2 separate regions of the Zea mays genome follow, and region 2 is linked to region 1. The links are chromatin contacts, called in public Hi-C maps. All regions are on one chromosome and are shown on one strand. The core of a region is the stretch at or near the end of the contact, and the rest is flanking DNA. Distances in the headings are between cores, read along the strand shown. Region 1 has its middle 41 kb from the start of LOC100276236. Region 2 has its middle 24 kb from the start of LOC109941997.

What was found. Hi-C and Micro-C count contacts between places; a contact is called where the count stands out from the background.
Region 2: a contact with region 1 is called in a Hi-C map of root tip, with 8 times the contacts expected there. The contact joins two enhancer-like sites. A contact is called at or near these places in 13 of 25 Hi-C or Micro-C datasets (bundle sheath, ear, endosperm and 5 more).

The regions. Positions count from the first base shown.
Region 1 is chr8:92,885,382-92,889,124 of Zm-B73-REFERENCE-NAM-5.0, reverse strand. No RefSeq gene overlaps it. Among protein-coding and RNA genes, the nearest start is that of LOC100276236, 41 kb to the right of the region's middle. Within about 2 kb of position 1,609, at least 2 of the 20 cell types and tissues checked have an H3K27ac peak or open chromatin away from gene starts, as enhancers often do.
Region 2 is chr8:93,022,150-93,025,568 of Zm-B73-REFERENCE-NAM-5.0, reverse strand. No RefSeq gene overlaps it. Among protein-coding and RNA genes, the nearest start is that of LOC109941997, 24 kb to the right of the region's middle. Within about 2 kb of position 1,773, at least 3 of the 20 cell types and tissues checked have an H3K27ac peak or open chromatin away from gene starts, as enhancers often do.

The DNA.
Region 1 (3,743 bases), core at 360-2,859:
ATTGAGACAGATGCCTGCGATAGTGGTATAGGGGTTGTGCTATCACAAAAGGGTCACCCTGTTGCCTTCTATACCAAAGTTCTAGGGTTACAAACAGCAAATTGTCAACCTATGAGAGGGAATTTCTAGCAATACTAATGGTTGTGGAAAAGTGGAGGTGTTACTTGCAAAGGGGGCCATTCATTATCAGAACTGGTCACAAGAGTTTGAACCGTCTTTAGGACCAGACTTTGGCCACTGAAATGCAGAAGAAAGCAATGGCAAAGATGGATGGTCTACAATTTTCAGTTCAGTATAAAAAAGGCTTTGAAAACAAAGCTGCTGATGCACTCTCTAGAGTAGCTCAATCTTTAGAGTTATCTGCTATTTCTGCAAGTACTCCTGTTTGGCTTCAAGAGATAGCAAACTCTTATGAGTTGGACCCACAAGCTCAGCATTTACTAAGGGGGTTAGTAGTGACAAGTCCAAATCAGCAGGGGTATACTCTGAACAATGGCCTGATTTATAAAAACAGCAGACTTGTGGTTGGGCAGAATGTTGGCCTACATTCAAAGTTCATCACAACATTCCATTCCTCACCCTTGGGTGGACACTCTGGCATACAAGCAACTTATCAGAGGCTGAAGAAGTTATTCTATTGGACTGGGCTCAAGACAGACGTTGAGCAGTTTGTCAGGCAATGCAACATTTGTCAACAAGCTAAACATGAGAATTGCAAGTATCCAGGGTTGTTACAGCCTTTGCCCATCCCTCAAAATTGTTAGCAAGATTTATCTGTGGATTTTATAGAGGGCCTTCCAAAGTCTAATGGGTTTTCAATAATTCTAGTTATGGTGGACAGGTTGACTAAGTATGCTCACTTCATACCTGTCAAATACCCTTTTACAGCTCATCGTATAGCTCAACTCTTATTTTCTAAGTGGTCAAGGTACATGGATTTCCTACCTCTATAGTTTCTGATCGAGATAAGGTCTTCACAAGCACCTTTTTTTTCTCGAACGTGCAGGACACAAGCAACTTTTGGCTGGAGTTGTTCAAACTCTCAGGCACCAAACTGCACCTAAGCTCAGCATACCACCCTCAAACGGATGGTCAGACTGAACGTATTAATCAATGTTTAGAGATGTTTTTGAGGTGTGCTGTTCACAACTCTCCATCACAGTGGTCCAAATGGATAGATTCGGCTGAGCTTGTGGTATAACACATGTTACCACTCCTCTTTGAAATGCTCCCCATTTAAGGCTCTATATGGAGTGGAGCCCATCCTTGGTAACCTCCAGGTTCAGCATACCTCCAATCCATCGGATGCCCAGCTTACTTTGTAGCAACGTCAAGACTTTTTGGAGGTCATTAAAGCTAACTTGGCTGCAGCACAGAGTAAGATGAAATTCTACGCAGATACTAATCGATCCTTCCGACAGTTTCAAATTGGAGAGATGGTCTATCTGAAATTGCAACCTTTTGCTCAGACTTCGGTTGCCTCCCGGCCTTGCCAAACTATCCTTTAAATATTTTGGGCCCTTCAAAATAGTGGACAAGTTGGGATCGTCTGACTACAAGCTGCTTCTTCCAGATACAGCTGCTATACACCCAGTTTTCCACGTGTCTCAGCTCAAGCAGCATACTCCAAATTATGCTCCGATGTTCTCAGAAATTCCTCTAGCTGCTTTCTCTGAAGATGTGGTGCCTGAACGGCTGAACCTGAAAGTATTCTGGATAGGAGGCTGGTGCGCAAGGGATCTTCAGCAATAACTCAAGTCCTAATCAAATGGACAGGACTTCCTCCGGAGATGTCATCTTGGGAAGACTATAATGTGCTCAAGTCAAGGTTTCCTAATTCAGCCATATCTTCAGGAGGGGGTATTGTCACGACGGAGGTGTCGCCAGTGACTAGGGTGTGTTTGGTTTTTGGGACTAATTTTTAGTCCCTCTATTTTATTCCATTTTAGTCTCTAAATTACTAAATACGGAAACTAAAATAGAGTTTTAGTTTCCGTATTTAACAATTTAGAGACTAAAATAGAATAAAATAGAGGGACTAAAAATTATTCACTAGAAACCAAACACCCTCTAAAGACTCTACTAGTTGATTTGTATTGCTATTTTGCAAATGTAATACTTTCCCTTATGGGCCGTATTTGGGCCAGAGTTTAGGTCGGTGGATTAAGGGTAGTATATAAACCCTAACCACAGGAGATTTGAGGGGACAATAACAGAATAACCGAATCAGTTTCCCACATACCTTGTTCTATCTGTTCTCTTCGCTTCTATTCTGTATTCTGTTCTTAGCTATTGGTCCTGAACTCCGGCGTGTCTCAGGTGATCGCCGGACTTCAGCCACCGGGACGTTACACTACCGTGGCCGGATCGTGTGCGAGTGCTCGTCAACCCCAGTGTGGCCTTCATGCCCAAGCGCCCTGACATCAAGTCTGTTGATAACTAATTAACTAGGAACACAGACCTTTACTAGGGCATAGTGTGCATGCTGACAAGCCTAGATAGGTGATGTCTGTGGGTGCCGCTTCCCTTGTTGATGCCGTCACATTCTCTACCACTATATTCCATGGGTGAAAGCCCGGTCTATTTCGGACAAGCGACGGTGGCGTACCAGACGTCACTCCCTTTCTGAAGTCATCACCATGAAAGTTCGTCTTGGCCTTGACGTCGCCTTCGATTGACGCTTTCGCTTCTCAGCTTTTGGTATGAGGGTGGAGGTGGGGTTTTATAATGTGAAGTCGAAGATGTTACGTTAGTGGATGTGACTCGACAACGATCATTTGAGGCGAACCCCCCTTCTTCGTGGACTAGATTAATTTGAAGGCTGGGCAATTACCGGGGGTGGGGCAGAGGATCAAGCTCATTGTTGAAGAATCGAAGCTGTCTCACGTGCGGTGTGTTGAGGCTTGGTGATTTATGATCTAGCATAACCAACCTACATTGATATTAGGTTGTGCTGTTGGGCAGGATGAATGGATGATATAGTCTTAGTTGATCCAATCTAGTCTTAAATGCATATGGCGTTGCTCTGTTGTTTGTTTGTGAGCAGAAGGAAATTGAATTCATTGCTTTCACCTTGAACTAATGTGAAAGGCTTGTTGATCCTAATTCTTAAACAATACAAACTACTTGCCAAATTTCCTAGAACATTCTTACAAAGCGCATATACTTTTTTTTCTTTTAAAAGAATTACTTTTAGGCAATTTAGTGCAGTAGTTTATGATTTTTCAAAGTTCCTGTAATGGTAAGTCCATTTGTGGATATAGATCTCCCTCTACATCATGAGCAATCATTTTTGTTTCTATGTGCCTGTATTTTCTGGGTTGCTCGAGATGTCCTCATGGTATTATGTATGGGCAAAATGGAATTGTGACTTGTAACATTACATTTGTGCCTGTAATTAACATCAAACCATGTAGATTTTTACAATACATGCATTAGCATTTTATTTGTGATTCTTAATAACACATGCACATTTCTTATACATATACATCCCGATTGGTTCCCCGCATAGTCTCATCATGAGCCACTGCGTGCATTGACTTTTTCTAAATATGTGTTTGGTTACCTGTATGTGGGAGGCGCTGGTTGCACGAATGAAATGCAAAATAAATTATTTTGAAGTCATTTGTCTGCATCTACTCGTACGCCCAAAATAACCGTCTCTAGCCGGCCTGGTCGCGCACGAGCTGGCTGCACGCAGCTGGTGAACCAATTAGGCCGATAGTGACTTCTCTTGACAATTG
Region 2 (3,419 bases), core at 524-3,023, 140 kb before region 1:
TTGCCAAACTTTTCCATCCCTTTTTGCTTGGTGTGGGGGCAGTTCTCATACAAGCTGGTCACCCAGTAGCATATTTGAGTAAAGCTTTGGGTCCAAAACTGCAAGGTCTTTCAACATACGAGAAAGAATATATAGTCATTCTAGTGGCAGTTGACCATTGGCGCCATTATCTGCAGCTTAAAGAATTCCTTATCTGCACTGACCACCGGAGTTTGTCTCAGTTAGATGAACAACGCCTCCATACCATTTGTTAGAAAAAGATGTTCATTTGGCTTTTGGGACTTCAATACCATATTGTTTACAAGAAGGGGGTGGATAATAGTGCTGCTAATGCCCTATCGAGACACCCATCGGTGGAGAGTTCTTGTTCAACTATTTCATCTTTCACTCCAGTGTGGGTTCAAGAGGTGATTTCTATGACAAGGCTGTTGCAGACACGATTTCCAAACTGGCCATTGATCCTCAAGTTGTGCCTCACTTTTCTTGGCAAGATGGCCTTCTCTGATACAAGGGGCGTATTTGGATCGGCGCTAGTGAAGTGTTGCAAACGCAGTTGGTCGAAGCCTGTATTTTTTTAGATAATGGAAATATAGTCCGATCTTGACCTCTAGAGAGGCTACGACCAACGTTTACAACTGCCTTGACACATCACACGACTACACCCAAGACCACCTATGACAAGATCAAAGGTACTACAATGTTAATCGCCAACCAGCTCTCGAAGCCTGTATTTGGATTGGTGCTAGTGAAGTGTTGCAAACGTAGTTGGTCGAAGCCTTCCATTCGTCGGCTGTGGGTGGCCATTCAGGATTTCCAATCACATACGCCAGGCTCAAACATTTGTTTGCTTGGCAGGGCATGAAGAGCTTCGTAAGCACTTTCGTCAGTCAGTGTATGCTTTGTCAACAGGCTAAGGCTGATCGGACAAAGTTGCCAGGGTTACTCCAACCGTTGACAGTACCTATTGCGTTGTGGCAAATTAATTCCATGGATTTTACTGAGGCCCTACCACGTTCGCACTGCATCTTGGTGGTAGTGGATTCGTTTACGAAATATGCCAACTTCCTTCTGCTCAAACACCCGTTCACAGCTCTGACAGTAGCCCGGCTATTCCATGATCGCATTTATAAGCACCATGGGCTTCCTCAATCTATTGTGTCTGATGGCGACAAGATTTTTCTCTGCAAGCTATGGAAAGAACTCTTCAGATTGCCTGATGTTCAGCTTCGCATGAGCTTGGTGTACCACCCTCAATCTGACGGGCAAACTAAGCGGGCCAACCAAAGTTTGGAAACTTTCTTTCATTGCTTTGTGCACGCATGTCCTACACAGTGGAGCTACTGGCTTTCTGTGGCGCAGTTTTGGTACAATTACATACCTCACTCGGCCACCAGTCTGTCTCCCTTGTCGTCCGCGTCAGTTTGGCATCTCCGATACAACTGTTATTGCATCCACTGATATGGCAAGTTGGTTGCAGCAATGGCAGTTGATGTCGAATTTAATCAAGCAACACCTGGAACGTGCTAAAAATCGTATGAAGAAGCAAGATGACAAAGGTTGTTCGGAGAGGGAGTTTCTGACCCGACCTCTTCATGTCTCTCCTGCAAACCCTAGCATCAAATTCCAGGCCACTATGGATCCCAACGACACCGAGGATAACGTTTTTGAAGCTTTGGAGCACCAAATTTTGTTGACGTGGCGCGAGCTGATCTTCGATTGGAGCCTAGACCGTGTCAGCACGGAGGAGGAAGGAGACGGCGAGAGCCCAGACGTGGGCGACGGCTTGGGGCGTGGCATTAGTGGCAGTGGTTGTGTATCCCAGGGGCGTGGAACTGCTGCTGATGGGTGTGGATTGATCGGCTTGGGGCATGGTGTTTGGCGCGGATCAACTGGTTCTCGGCGCGGTGGAGCCAGCGGCGTTGGACGCGGCGTAGCCTCCCTAGAGTTCAGCACAGGGACAACACGTACAGGTACATCGAGCTGTATTTTATCTGTCAGTGTTTGCTATTTCATGATAAGGGATGTAATTATTCCTTTTGTATTTTATTCTCCTGATCACTACATTAAATTGTCAGCTCCCATCACCTGATTTCGTCGACTAAATTTTATTCGTATGCACTAGCTCCCATCACCACCTGATATCGTCCACTGATTACAGGCCGTCATACTTGTATAGCTTATGCTTAAGGAGTAACTGTATATGATTCCCTGCTGCCGTCAGTCATGGTCTGTTTTGGAATGTTTACTTCATGCATAAATCTCGTGTAGGAGATAACTACGATACAAAACCGGGGATAAGATACAATTACACAGATTTGATTGAATGTTTCATTTTAGGACTGAAGTAGCGTAACGTTTCAAATGAATGTTCTACTTCTCTTGCGTCAGTTGGGAGTATCATCTACCTGCTTTGGTGTTGGATCTATTTCAGAGTCAAAGTATATTGTATTTCAGAGATATATGATCTTGTACCTACCAGATACAAGGAACCAGACGCTGTAGTTTCTACAGCAACATTTAGTACTACCACTATTGGCTCACAATTATAGTCAAACCTAAACAAATCCAATGTAAAGTTAGAACCTGGTGCTGTAATTAGAACAACCTAAATCAGACTAGTACTCGTCCATGTGATTCTTGCACCAATTACTACTACTAAGAACTCGTTATTTTCTTTTAATCTTATGTAGCGCGAGAGCAACAAATGGCTTGCCGATTGAAACATGATTACGTGTATTTATTACGCACCATTCATGCAGTTGATTTTTGGTTGGTTTCTCACGCACTACACAAGTGAAAAACAATTCATTATTTACACCTCATAGCACTCAGATGCCCTCTGCTCCTGTCTACCACATTCCAATTTGTGCATCTAGAAAAGATTGTCTCCAGTTTGGTGCTTGTTCAAAGATTCTTCAAATATATATGATCTTGGATAAAATTGTGACTATTTTTTTATTTTCTTATGTTAGGTGGTGTTGTTGCAAATGAATTACCACTACTGAGGATAGGGCGTGGCCGTGGAAAGCGAGCTTCAAAGGGTTCACAGGGATCTATTCGTTTAGTTCATGGATGTGGGCATGGCTACGTTTCGAGCTCACAATCTGATTTGCTTGATGTGGATTTGAACCTTAACTCCACGCCCACCAACGATGATGATGTCGAAGAAATGATGCATAACAACACGGTATTTGCTTGTACAATGATTTTTTATTTCATCATGCATTACTTGTAGTTATTATTTAGTGTTCTAAATCCTTATTTACATGTATGTTATATGAATGAGTAGAAACAAGTTTGTGATAAAGCTGATATATTGGGCATTCGATAACATTTTTTTTGTGAAATATGCATCCAAGAAATCAATGCCGGGAATAGGTCTAATGGTATCATGACTTCCCGTGGTTACAACAACATAG